Regions from separate parts of the Anser cygnoides genome. Here region 2 is linked to region 1. A link is a contact called in public Hi-C data. All regions are on one chromosome and are shown on one strand. Each heading gives the region's core, a stretch centred on a gene start, on an enhancer-like site or on the middle of the called end of the contact. The rest is flanking DNA. Distances are from core to core; before and after follow the strand shown.

Region 1 (6,892 bases), core at 1,579-4,078:
TGTTTGAGATCTGTGCTTCCCCGGGGGCTGTTTGAGGTCTATGCACGCAGACCCGTGCTCATGAGGTACCCAGAGCCTCGCATTTCTGCTGGACCCCCCCCCCAGCTGGCTGTACAGCACCAACCCCCCTAAAACACAGGGTGAGGCAGGGACAGAGGCCCCTGTGCAGCAAACGCGACCGACAGAGGGAGGAAGGCCGGCAGGGCTGCAGGTACGACACAGCGCAAAGGAGCCTTTGGTAGATCCCTGCCTGGGCCAGGAGAGGAGAAAGAGCCACGGCACTGCCGCGGGGGAGCAGAGGGAGGGCTGCCCGCCCGCCCAGCCCTCCTCCTCCTCGTCCCACACGCAACCTCCGCTCCAGCAGCCCCACGCGGCTACCGAGCGCCCTCAGCCCCGCGCCCGCCCCTCAGCCCGGGGCGCCCGGGCGACGGGAGCGGGCCGCTGGGGGCCGCCAGGGCCAGCTCAGCTCAGCCCGGCCCGGCCCGGCCCGGCCCGGCCGCCCCGCGCCCCCCCGGCCCGCCGCCGCCTACCGCTCCGCCGCGCCGCCCGCTTCCGGCAGCTCGGAGCCGCCGCCTGCGCGCCGCGGCCGGCCCGGGCAGCGCCGGGGCCCGTGGTGCCGCGTTCCGCTCTCCGGGGCCCCGGCGTTGTTCCCCCGGCTTCTCCCAGCGCCGCTCCCCGCCTGGGTTTTAGGGCCCGGCCGCCCGGAGCCGCCGCAGCCCCGGTGCCCCTGCTCACCCTGCGGCGCTGCCCCCGAGGCTCTCCGCGGAGCTGGGCGCGCTGCTGCCGGCTGAGCCCGCCGATAAGCGGCCCCAGCCCTCGGTCCCCGATATCGCTTGGGGCCACGGTGCCGCGGCCCCAGGGAGGGCAGGGCCTCGCCGTCGCTGCTGGCACCCGGCTTCCCCCTCCCTGCACCCTGACCCTGGCGAATGCCCTGGCCGAAAGCCAGCGGTGCTGAGCTTCCCTGCAGTCACGCTCCTGCTGTCCGAGCGGGCTGCGGGGTCAGGAGGGGGAAGAGGCCTTCACTGGGGCGTACTGGGGATGAGGGACGAGGGTTTGGGTGCCCTGTGTCGGTGTATGGGGCTCGCTGCAGGGCAGGAACCGCAGCACAGTGCAGAACCGTGCAGCGGCAGCATGGCCAGACCGGGTGGCTTCAGCGCATCCACAGAGGCCTCGGAGCTGTCGGTTCGCCCTGCCCCGCCGACGTCTGGAGCAGGAGAGGAAAACGCCCTTCCCTCCGCCACCGCGCCCCGCCAGCTCTTTGCTGATAGCAGCAGGGGCTGTGGCACCCCAAAACCCCCAGCCCAGGGGGGTCAGCACAGTCCCAGGGCTGTGTAGACATTACACATGCACACAGGCAGTCTGCTCCATGCAGTAGTCGCTGCTTCCCTGTAGAGGTCAGGAATGCAGCGTGGAATTTGTTACCTTTAAATTTGCCATTCTCCTGAAGCTTGCTGCAACCCCAGCTCTGGCCTGGCCTTACCCCTTCAGCCGAGCCCTGCCACTGGCTTCAGGAAGGTGGAACTGTGGCCACATAAAATGGGTGTGTGTGGAAGAGGAATAATTATTTTATCTTTGAAAAGACACGCAAGGGGGTGGTGATAAGTTTCCAAGACACCAACGCACAACCATTTTTAATAGAATCATATCGCGAGTTGGAAGGGACTCATAAAGATCATCGAGTCCAACTCCTGGGTCCACAAAGGACTACCTAAAAATTAAAACATATGTCTGAGAGCATTGTCCAAACACTTCTTGAACTCCAGCAGGCTCAGTGCCATAGCCCGGGGGAGCCTGTCCCAGTGCATGACCACCCTCTCGGTTTTGAGTAACTCAGTCCTTCTTTAGGTGCTCTGGTGGATCCAAGAGGCACAGAGATGATGCTTCATTGCTCCAGTCCTTGCTTCTGCCACCTGGAGAAGCTGGAGGGCAACAAAGTTAAGTGTGGGGACGATGCCTGGCTGCGGGAGCAGCATCATTTGCGGACCCAAAGCTCCTCAGGGTTGCGGTGGCACCAGCCTCACTCCCTGCCTGGGCGTTAGGCTGGGGTTGTCACAAAGTGCCCAAGGGCTGGCGGGGCCTCGCATGGTACTTAAAGACTTTGACACAGTTCTCCCCTGTGTCTGCCACAAAGAGGTGCCCAAAGGAGGAGCAGGCCACGCCGGCAGGTCTCCTCAGCCCCGTGGACACCAAGCAGACAGGAGCCCCGCTCTCCGGGAACAAGTGGACCGTGCGGCGCTGCTCGTCTGCCACCACAATGCTGCCTTCCACGTCAACACACACCCCTGCTGGGTTGCCGAACTGGTGTCCGTATTTGCTGCTGAGGGAGCAGACGAGCTGACGGCTGCTCGTGAACACCTTGACGTCTCCACACTCCTCACTTATCACAAAGCCTCCGTTGGGTGCTGGACTGACGTAGCGAGGTCCCTGCAGGTTGGGGACCGAGTGGATGTTCGATGTCTTGAAGGCACGGTCCAGCGCAAAGCTGTGGACTTGGCCTTGGGCATAGTCTGCTACTAAGATCTTGCCCGTGGAGTCTACTCCAATGCCCCTGGGGGAACCAACCTTTCTGATTTTTACCCATTCCCCCTTGGAGGGGCTGGTGTGAGGGTTGAAGACCCAGACAGCTCCGTTTATCATATCGGCTACAGCCACCATTCCTGTCCGAGTCACAGTCACGTCCTCTGGCAGGAAAGTGCCGCTTTCCATCCCTGTTTGCCGGCAGGGCAGGGCCTGCAGCGTTTGGCCTGTGCTGCTGAGGACATGGACCCAGGGAGCAGCCTCGGCTGTCACGTAGATGGAGCCCGCCAGGGAGCAATGGATTCCACTTACTCCCCCATAGCGGCTGCCTGTGGGGTTGGGGATCTGCCGGACCAGGTCGTCCTGGCAGTAGTGGAGGAGGTTCTTGATGTCGTCCAGGTCTCTACACAAGCTTTTGGTCTTGTCTGCCAGCTGGTGGACGTGGTGGTGTGTCACCATGCCCATGCCCTGCTGGCTGCTCAGCAGAGGGCTGGCTGTCTGAAACGTGGCGATTGACTTCAGCTGGAGGGTGTAGATGGCTTTCAGAAGCTTCTCCTTCTGCTGGCTGGTCTCCAGAGTGTAGTCCATGACAAGTCTCTTGTCCCTGTTTGGAGTAAGTGATAGGACCATTACTGGCCCTGCCTGCTGCCGTCTCTGGGGACATGCCCTGGGCCCAGGTGTTTGCTGGCCGCCCTGGGCCAAGGTGTCAGTGCTGGGCTGCATTCACCCCGATGAACAGAGACAAGATCGTAGCCCGTCCCATTAATTATGTGCTCAGAATATAAACAGGAACAATGGCACAAAAATTGAAGAGCTGGAAAGCTGGATCTGCAACCAAAAAGGTCCATGGGCTTTGGTGGGAGTTTGGCTGCTGACAGATCTGCCCTGAGGATTTATGCATGAGGGAGAGCCCTGCATGCGAGTGTGCTGGATGTGATCTGCACCTCTCTGGTTCATGAGATTAGTGGCTTCTCTCAGCCCTTAACACTTCTTGACCCTGTTTTCTGTGAGCCACATCTTCCCAAAGCATTTTCAGTCCACTCTAGCACTTGAGAAACTGAGGATAACTCTTCCTCCACTCCCATGTGGTACAATTTCACACTTGGCCAGTGCATGTCTTTGCTAAAGGCAGCCCCTCCCTGTCTAAACAAATTAAGTTGTTCCTGAAACAGCTAATGTCTTGGCAGGAAGAAAAAGGGAGGTATTGATCTGGTAGCCAGTTTCAGCCTACGCAACCAATTCAGAGACCGGTTAAGCTTTCTGTCAGATGTGAGAGCCACCACGAGAACCACAATTTCTTTTTTGCCCACTCTCCCTCTGTTTTAAGAACACAAGTACTAAGGAATGAGACATCCAAAAAAACAGAGACCACAGCCCTGCTCTGCTATCTGCTGTCCAGGGGCTGGATATGGTATGGCTTCTAACATACAGCCAGGAGCTGGTAAGAAAAACATGCCCTTATTAAAGTTCCTGAAGAGACAGAAGTTAATTTTGCTTTAAATGTGGTCATAATTATTATTATAAATGGACATGCTCAGCTGTTCTGAGTTGTTTGCAAGCCACTGCTTCACTTTGATTATCCTGTGCCCCATGATTGTCTGGTAGCGTGGGGTCTTTGGTCCCTGCAAAAGTAAAGCTTTCCCAAACCACAGCTAAAGAGTTGTGCTGGGCTAAGGCATCCTGGATGCAAGTTGTCCTTCCCAGGTGCAAATATTGCAATTGTCTGAAAATTCATTCCTCGAATACTTGCAGGGATACCAAATGCAACTACGCAACAGAGGGAATGAGTGTGAATATGGAGGGAATCCAATTTCTTCTGGATCTGGGGCTTGGGGACAGCTTTCCCACCTTGTTCCCTGAAGTGCAGGTGCAGTGGCTGTGCTTCAGGCCCCCGGCAGCAGGGACCTGTTGGTGGAAGCAAGCCCTCCACCAGCCCTCCACCTCTGCTGCAGCCGGGACATGTTGGGGTCTTCCTTCAGCACCGAGCAAAGTTCAAAATCCAAGAAATTGGATTTTACGCTTGGGGAAACTGAGTCACCAGCTGGGCAGTCACGAGGTGGACTTGCCGCAGCACACCCAATGCCAGAAGTGTCCACCTTGCTTCCCTGACGCTGGGCACCCAAAGGTGCCATCGGACCCCAGTGGCGTGTCCTGAGCTGCTCGTTCATGGTCCTAAGCCTGAAGGAGGGCCCTGACCCTGTCCCTGGCACAGCTCAATGACTGCACGCATGGCCAGGAGCCCAGCTCATACCTCTTGTCCGGACGTCCCAGGGCTGCCCGTCTTTGCCCGGTGGCACTGCCCTCCTGCTGGCTCTGTCCTGCTCCCTCGCCAGGCTTGGGGCAGCGGGGCCGAGGGTGTTGCGCTGCCTTGTGTTGTTAGTGACGGACGATTGCCCTTGAGTCTGGATAAACACGCCAGCTCCTCGTACTGACAACCAGAAGCAGCAAGACAGGGGCTGATTCACGCAGCTTTTATTCCCTGCTGGTCTCATGCCCGGAGAGAAGGTGCCTTTCCTCCAGGATCCAGGGAGGAGTGACCCCAAGCGCTGTGGCAATTTGGGGCTTTTATGCAGAGGTCGCTGTAATGGGAGCGATACGCTGCACCTGAGTGAGACAGCTTTAGGAGGTGGGACAGGGACAGTTCCACGCCCTGGATCAGGACTCCTGGCTTGTCTCACTGCTTCTCCGTGCCTCCCTGTGTGCTCCCAGCCTGTGCCATGTGTGGTTGGGTGCCTCAGTGTCACTGCTCACAGAAGCAGACGGGGGATTTTTGCAATGCCAGGGTTTGAGGTCCAGTGGAGAATCTCTCAGGAAGGAGCCCAGCTCTTGATCTCCACGTGGCTCAACCCTGGCTCCCCTCTGCTGGGGAAGGTCACATTCAGGGTTGAAGGTGGCATTTATGGGTTCAGCTCAAGCAAAGGGAGTGGGGAGTAAAAGCAGAATCAGCTGGGTCCCACCTGCAAGGTGCTGGTCAGAGCCTGCCCTCCCTCACCAGCAGCGCTGCTTTTGCACAATGCTCGGTGCACTCTGGCCAGGGATGAGCTCAAAGCATCTGCCTTAAATGTGGCCCTGGGCTTGAAGAAGTTTGTGTCTGTCTGTTACTCAGACGGGCCAAAGATAATGAAGTTTGGATCAGGCTCCCCCCACCTTTTGGGGTGCTTGGGCAATGGAGGTGGTTGGGTTTGGCTGGCTGTGGGAGCTGTGGGACGGGGAGCTGCCTCCGAAGCCCAGGGCTGGGAGCTCCTGGCTCGGTGCCTGGGGCCCTTCTGGTCCTATCGGTGTGCTCCTGAAGCTCACAGGGTCTGGGGGGCTGCTTCAGACCAGACAAAATTACAAAAATAACCTGACATGACAAGTGCCGGGGCCACTCCATCTGAGGACAGTAGGCAAGCTTCAAAAACCATCTCCCAGGGCAACAGGGCCTGACCTTTTGTTTCGCCGTCGTGTGCTCCATCACCAGGATAAACAAACACAGCCTGGCCCTGGGGCTCCCGTTCACCTTTGCAGGACCGTGCCTCTGTCACAACCCGTTTCAAAGCCACCCCCGGACCTCAGGAGACACCTGTGTCATGGCACAGCCCGTGCCCACGCCAGCACCGGGAGCTGCAGGGTTCAAAGAGAGGGGCACGGTCCGGCTGCCAGCGCTGGAGATGGAGCAGGGGGAAGAGAGTTTGGGTGCGATTCAGGCTCTCCTGGAGCACGACACTGGCAGGCATTAGCCTTCTCCCCTCGGGGTTTTTCCTCCCCTGACTTGGGGCTATCGGCTCTGGCCTCAGTGTCCGCAAGGGAAGCACAAAGACCGGGGAGCTCAAGCCCTGGATCTCTGCCAGTCCCCGTGCCCAGGGGACGGACACAGCACCCACCTGGCACCAGAGACACGTGCCAGGAGGTTGGCGCCGTGGGATTGCTACCTAGACGTAGAGTTGTGGAAAAAAAACCAAACCCATCTAGATGACACCTGCGGGACTGGGGAGAGGGAAGGGGGCATGGATGGGGGGTGTCTGTGGAGGGCTCATTGTCCCTGTGGGGAGATTTTGGCTGAGACTGTTCACGGACAGACCAGAAGCAGGGCGGCGGGCAGGTGTCCGGCTGCCCGTGGTGCCAGAGCAGAACACGAGCTTGTTGTGTCTTTGCACAGACACCAGGCGGCTCCGTCTGTCCGGACACCCAGGGTGCTGAGTGACATTAATTACCCGAAAGATCAAATGCACCGCGCCTGTGCCTCTGTGCAGCAGCCAGCGGGGTCCCAGGACTGCTGTGAGAGCGTTGGGTGGGAAGTCCTAAACCTGCCGTGCCCCTGGCCCCGGGACAATGGGTCCACCCTGTGAGACCCCAGAGTCCCTGCTGGCAGTCCCCGGAGGAGATTCTCTCATGT
Region 2 (6,892 bases), core at 1,677-4,176, 130 kb after region 1:
TAGACTGCCACCTTCTAGACCATGAGGTGTTAATTACGAAGGCTAATGAAGACTGTTCAATACCCACACTCCATTAGCTTATAACAAAACTGACTAATGGGTTACAGTGGTGATGAACTGGCATAGTTGCTTTTGTTAAGATTACTCTAAATCCAGATTCACAATTATGTGCTTTCATTTCACTTTGAGTATGCACTTAATAATGGTAGAGGTATTTCACTTACTTTATTTTGCAATTCACCCAGAGATCTTCTTTCATTGCGTTAGTGACACACAAGTTATAGTCCGACAAACGTCCAAAAAGCTTCTCATACCTGACAAAAATTAAATCTTAGTTAGAACCTAAGGCAACCCCATACAGCCAAATACACTGGCACTCTCCAGTGCCAATGCTCATTAAAAGCCAAACAAAACCAAGAGAAACTCAACCACCACCCAATAACTGAAGTTTAACTAACAATTATATATTGACTCCTTGTGCTGTTATACCGAAACAATAACAGTTTATGAGAAGGGATACAGCAAGACTTCCTTATCCTCTAAGACCTAAGAACACAACAATGGAAAGCTTTTAAAGCTGTTACCTGTAGGTAACCAATTAGATTGAGTAAGAAACAGAACCACCTTTAAAGATGAGCTGGGGTGTAAAGTAGTGTTAGAGAATAAAAAAAACCCACAACACTAGACAAAGTCACTGCAATAAGATCAAAAGTTTGCATGTGCAACCTGACTACTTCAAACGAGAACAAAAGGAACAGGTTTAAACCATGTGAGAAAATCTTTTAGTTCCTATAACATTCACACACCTACTTTAAGATAGGTTTCTAATTACTTTATTCTCCTATTTCTAAGTAGCTCACTTGTCAAAGGCACGAGAGTTTGCATTGCATTGGGATACCATATTTCACCTAAAATGAACATAAATTTGCTTTTTTTGTTACAGTCTAGGCTTCTTACAAAGCGTATCCTTTGCACTCTGCCCTGTGTATATAATGTACATACAGCAGGCAGAATACTTCCTAACCTTAACACTGAAAGTACAAAACAGAAAATAAAAGCATTTTTAAAAGCTACTCACAAATTACTTTAGAGAACAACCTAATTCCTTTAAACCGCGTACATCATTTTTATAGAATAAATTTACCTAGACGGAATTTTTAGTGTATTTTACAGTATACCACCTACCACCACCTTCCTATGTGTTTAACAAAGGCATTTTAAATAACATGCTTCCTGAAATGTAGTAACTTCTTGATGGAAATAGCCCTTTGCTAATTATATTCTTCTTTCTGCTTTCCATCCTTCTGAGCTCTAGGAAGGTTCATAACTTGTAAATAGGAGAAATTTCTGTACAAACCATTTTGCAATGCGTACTAGTGGGTGATTTCTTCCATGATTCAGACTCATTATGGTATATCCATAGTTGTGCCAATCAATTATCAGTTTGCTTCTCCAGACAAGACACGCTACCCAGGCAACAGCTATACTAGGTAAACCTGGAGGATTCTGTTAAATAAGTAAAAACAGGGTAAGACTATGGTCAAGTGATAAACACTTAGCAATAACGAGAAAAAGAAAATCAAATGACTGAAATAACATTGTTTAAAAGGATCTTAATGAACGGGGACGATTTTGTATTCGCCAACTACAGAACTGCCAGTTTCTCCTATGAAGGTTGGCAGGCACTTCAAATTTTACTGTCGGATCTGGGTCAAAATTCCCATCCAAAGCACATACAAGTATTTCTGTTAAGATTTATTCTTTACATGCCACTGAAATTCAAAAGCTCAAAAATTAACAGGAAGAACAAACGTGAGTTAACAGAGAAAGAAGTCTAGAATGAAATAAGCAGTTTTTATATAGGTTTATATCATGGATTAAGCCAATTTTAGCTCTCAAATAATTAGAGCAATGTCTGAGACTGGTAAAAACATTCTGTAATGTAATACTATTAAAATTAATTACACACAGAAAGCATACCTGAAGAAGAATATAGGATGGTCGATCCATTTTCAGCATTGTGTACAGCAGCTGTATTGCCTGAGCAATGACTTTTACAACATACTGGAAAATCTTTGGGCCAACTGCAAAAGGACAGAGAACGTGTGAGAACACTCCAGCTCTGCACACGTAAATGTGCGTGCCACACAGAGCCAGCCATCGGGAAGTTTTAAAGTAGTGGCATTTCGTAAAAACAGAAACCTGATGTCACAGAAACACCACAACACCCCCAAGTCCCCATTTTACTTTTTATCTAGAAGAAAAATCGCAGTACACGCGGATGAACAAACACACAAAACCGTGAGCAAGACATAAAACCCACGACCCCCAGCTCGACCCAAGCCAGCACCACACAGCCTTACCCCGGCCCCCAGGGGCTCGAGGCCCGCAGGGAGGCCCCTCAGGGCCGGTTTTTGCCCCCCTTCCCCTCCTCCCCGCGCCCTGACCACCAGCACCCCGAGCAGCCCCGCTCCGCTCCCTTTACCCCGCGCCCCCCGCGCCCCCCGCGCCCCCGGCCCGCACCCACCTCGCAGCCACCGCAGGTCCGAGAGCGGCACGACGCGGATCTCGCCGCTGCCCAGCACGTCGCCGTGCGGCCGGGTCTCTGCGGCAAAGGACGGACGGTGAGAGCCGCGACCCCGCCGGCAGCGCCCCCCGACCCCGGCCCCGGCCGCCCCCCGCCCTGACTCACGGAGGTAGCCCAGCAGCGAGACGCCGCGGCCGTGCCGGGCCAGCGAGAGCGCGTGGTACTGCATCCGCGGGCTGCGGCCCAGGTCGCCCAGCACCGCCACGCACACCCGGCCCTCGCCGCCGCCCGCCCGCCGCTGCCGCCGCCGCCACCACAGCGCCGCGGCCGCCGCCAGCACCAGCGCGGCCCCGATAGCGCCCAGCGCCCCGCCGCCCGCCGCCATCTTGAGGCCCCGCCGGCGGGCAGCGCGCCCCCGGGCGGTGCGGAGGGCGCGGGCTGAGGGAGCCGTGGGGCGGGCGGTTTGCGCCCGGGTTCACCTCGTGGCTGGCTTCGTGTCGCGCAGAGGGGTGCGGAGCCTCACGGCACGAGGCAAAGGCCAGTGGGATGAGGTTCAACACGGCTAAGCGCTGGGTCCTGCACTTTGGTCACAACAACGCCATGAAAGCTGTGCAGAGGAGAAGGATCTGGGGGTGTTGGTCGACACTCACCTGAACATGAGCCGGCAGTGTGCCCAGGTGGCCAAGAAGGCCAGTGTTATCCTGGCTTGTGTCAGGAGTAGTGCAGCCAGCAGGGCCAGGGACGTGATCGTCCCCCTGTACTCTGCTCTGGGGAGGCCGCACCTCGAGCGCTGTGTTCAGTTCTGGGCCCCTCAGAACACGAAGGACATCGAGGCCCTGGAGTGTGTCCAGAGAAGGGCTACGAAGCTGGTGAAGGGCCTGGAGCACAAGTCCTGTGAGGAGCAGCTGAGAGAACTGGGGGTGTTTGGTCTGGAGAAGAGGAAACTCAGGGGAGACCTCATTGCTCTCTGCAACTACCTGAAAGGAAGGTGTGGGGAGCTGGGGTTGGCCTCTTCTCACAGATAACTAACTGGTGACAGGACTAGAGGGAATGGCCTCAAGTTGTGCCAGGGGAGGTTCAGGTTGGAAATGAGGAGACATTTCTGCTCAGAAAGAGCAGTCAGGCATTGGGACGGGTTGCCCAGGGAGGTGGGGGAGTCACCTGGGGGTGTTCAAGGAAAGGTTGGACGTGGTGCTTAGGGACATGGTTTAGTCGGTGACAGTGGTGGTAGGGGGATGGTTGGACCAGATGATCTTGGAAGTCTTTTCCAACCTTTATGATTCTGTGATACGTCCAAGCGTGCCCACTCAGTGTCCACAAGTGTCCTCATTTAATGAGAACAGCAGCAGCTCCTCGGTTTTCGGTCCCAGCGCTCTGTGTGTTCTGTCACACTTCTCCTTCATCTGGAGCAGTTTCGTCAGGTGTGGGGAACCGGCAGCACTGCAGCTCTGCTGAGGGCAGCCTGGGTCCCGGCTACCTGCAGGCCACACCACCCACAGCTTTCTGATGGCCCCTTTACACCATCCCTCCAAAATAAATTCCTTTCCAAAAAAATAATTTAAAATCAGATTTTGCTTAGAAACCTGCTGAACTTGGATAATTTGCTTCATTTAACATATGTAATATCTTGTGAAGCAGCACAAAGTTAGCACAGCGTTTCCTTCAGCTGTGTCTATCAAAACACATTAACCCTAGATATGTGATAAATGCACTTAATGTATTTACTGGTCAGGGCTCATAGCAGGCGGTAACATACAGTAAGGCCCTTTGTCTCTGCAGCCCTTCATTTCCAGACACGCAGACTCCCCTTTCCACCCTTATCCCAGGTGCAGTGGCAAAGAAACGGCCTTAGTGGGCTGGTCGCTCCCTCACAGGGAGCTGAGGTGATGGCAGGCAGCCTGTATCTCACCGTGCCCTTCAGCAGTCTGATCGCCACAGTGGGTTCAGCGCACATGCACACAGCCTCCGCTGTAAAAGTGCTCTAAATAAATGATTTCTCAGCACTTTCTTCAAGAACGCTGTGCACACTTCAAAAGTTCTATTTTTTAATTGCAGATGGACGGTCTTTTACCTCCCTTTACCTCTACAGATGAGCAAGAGCTCCCTCTTCTGATGGCAGCTACAACAATTTTACCGAAGCCAAGGATGAAAGAACTGGATTTGATCTGCGGAGTTGTACTGCCAAGTGCATTGGCTGACATTTAAAGGCACAAGACATTTGCTAGCATTGAAGACGACAATCAAGCTTTCTGTGAGAACACAGCGGCATACCTGTGGTTAAACTGTTAAGGGAAAGTATTCCATCACACACAGCAGGACCTGCTGTGAGCAAGGGATATTGATTTAGAAGTTACACAACCTCTTTGAGCAGAGTAGATATGCTGTATACTTTCTTCTTGCTGATTTTTCTCTCCAAGGCCAGCTTCTTGAAAACTGAGCCTAATGTGAGGAGCTCTGTCATTTCTGCCCTTGAGAAAGTGACTGTCTTCATGGAGAGTCGGTATCAGGACATCAATTTAGATGCAGTGCTGGGATTTCATGTTTTGCAAGGTATTGTGACAGTCTGGCTTTTTTTTTTTTTTTTTAGGAACTAAGCTGATACCAGCTTTCTTGACTTCAGTCTTTACATTAGGCAGATTTGACTGCTAGTAGCATGATATATATATATATTAATTTTTAAATTCATTTTTTACCCTGTTTTAAAGATTCAGCTCCTTAAATGCAATGACAGTAGTAGTGATCCAGCTGTTATTTGCATCAGAAGTATGCCTTAGAAGGAAACCTTGATTCTTCTTGTTTTTAAGAGGACTCTCCTGGGTTATCTCTGGTTTGGGAGGAATGCAATAAGCTGTAAGAAGAATATTTAAAACTATTTGTTAATACTTGATATTATATTCCCCTGTGGGATCCAAACCAATCTGGATAAGAGTTGCCTCTACACACAAATTTTAGGGCTAATAAAAGGTGCAGTCAACTTGTGCATGCTCCATACTACTTCCAGCAGCAATGCTGCCTTCTTCCAAAGGGGCCGTTCCCTAGTTTGGGATCAGAACTTGGTGTTCTCAGCATCCACCTTCTTTGACACCTGCCTTACCCAAAGTGTGGGTGCAGCAGAGAAGGCAAAAGGGCAAAGCAGTCCCTAAGCCACATCCACATTTTCCAGTGCACTGGAGGAACTTGGAGGTAGGTGGTAACCTGGCTACGTGGCTACTTTATCTCTGCGTAAATTCCAGTCACCTCCAGAAGGGGTCAAGATCTGATCTTTGGATTAGATATTCTTCTTCATAAAGCAGACAGAAAAGGTAGTTACATGATATCACAAACGTAAGTTTGGAGTGCAAACAGATCCATAGCCAGACAGCCACAGAAATTAAAGGGCTAAGAGAATGCACCACCAAATCGCTGTAAACAGTCTGCCAAACTCACAGAAGCACAGAGGACAGTAAGCACATGTAACAAGAACAATAATTATCTGCCACCTTATATCTCATTAAACAGTCTTTGCCTGTAGAAGTGTGAGCAAACCCTTGGGCAATATAGAGGGCTTCTTTGACATTTGAGAAGTCTGTCTTTTAATTTATTTATTTATTTTTTATTTTCTCCATATGGATGTTATCCATTTCACAGAGCAGTTGAGATTGGAATGGACCTCTGGAGGTCACCTTCCCAAATCCCTGCTCAAGCAGGGCCACCTACAGCAGGCTGCCCAGGACCGTGTCCAGGGCTTTTTGAGTATGTCACCGGGAACCTGGTTCTGTCCTCTGTGTACCCTCCCTTCAGATAACTGTACGCATGGAAGAGCCACCCCCTCCCCAGCCTTCTCGTCTCTGGGCTCAGCAGTCCCCTCTGTGTCAGAACAGTTTGAACATTGCTGGAGCATCACTGGATTAGCAGCCACTCTTCAAAGGAAGGAAAAAAAAAAAGAGGGCTACAGGAAAGCCTGACTACCTCTGCAACATCTTAACATACTCTCTTATAGAGTACACACTAAACATATTTCATAGCTTTCTTTTCGTCCTTGTTTCTTCATATATAAAATAATAGTTTGGCTTCTAATTGCAGTAGCATAATGCTCTGCAGTAAGATACCTACTAACCACGTCAGAAGAGACACTACTTAGGTATAATATAGTCTAGTACATTGGATTACTTACTAGGTTCCAGGGTAAACCTTGTTTTAAAAAATGGTGGCTGTGAGGAGAATGGCTGTCACCAGGGGAAGCAGCAAAACTACTTTAAAAAGGAAGGGGAAAAAAAGAAGAATGGGCTGAGAATTTATGGTAGTATACAAAATGAATTTTTGTTTCTGCAGGCTATTTGAAAGGAGCCCTAGAAAAGTGGCCTTCAGAACATGAATTACTTGCTC

The links. A called contact is a pair of places that touch in the nucleus more often than the background predicts.
Region 2: a contact with region 1 is called in a Hi-C map of liver, with 2.1 times the contacts expected there. The contact joins the promoter of ALG1 here to the promoter of NHLRC4 in region 1. A contact is called at or near these places in 4 of 7 Hi-C or Micro-C datasets (granulosa cells and liver).

Annotation. Positions count from the first base shown.
Region 1 is chr15:13,262,299-13,269,190 of Taihu_goose_T2T_genome, forward strand. It overlaps NHLRC4 (NHL repeat containing 4), which reads right to left and starts at 2,829. Exons shown (of 1, transcript XM_066977556.1): 1 at 1,604-2,829. The coding sequence starts at 2,706. The coding sequence ends at 2,050. PIGQ (phosphatidylinositol glycan anchor biosynthesis class Q) reads right to left here and starts at 864. Exons shown (of 11, transcript XM_048064751.2): 1 at 736-864.
Region 2 is chr15:13,394,531-13,401,422 of Taihu_goose_T2T_genome, forward strand. It overlaps ALG1 (ALG1 chitobiosyldiphosphodolichol beta-mannosyltransferase), which reads right to left and starts at 2,927. Exons shown (of 13, transcript XM_048066453.2): 1 at 2,693-2,927; 2 at 2,528-2,605; 3 at 1,981-2,084; 4 at 1,358-1,506; 5 at 225-314. The coding sequence starts at 2,912. C15H16orf89 (chromosome 15 C16orf89 homolog) reads left to right here and starts at 2,502. Exons shown (of 9, transcript XM_048066466.2): 1 at 2,502-2,624; 2 at 4,583-5,077; 3 at 6,839-6,892. The coding sequence starts at 4,906.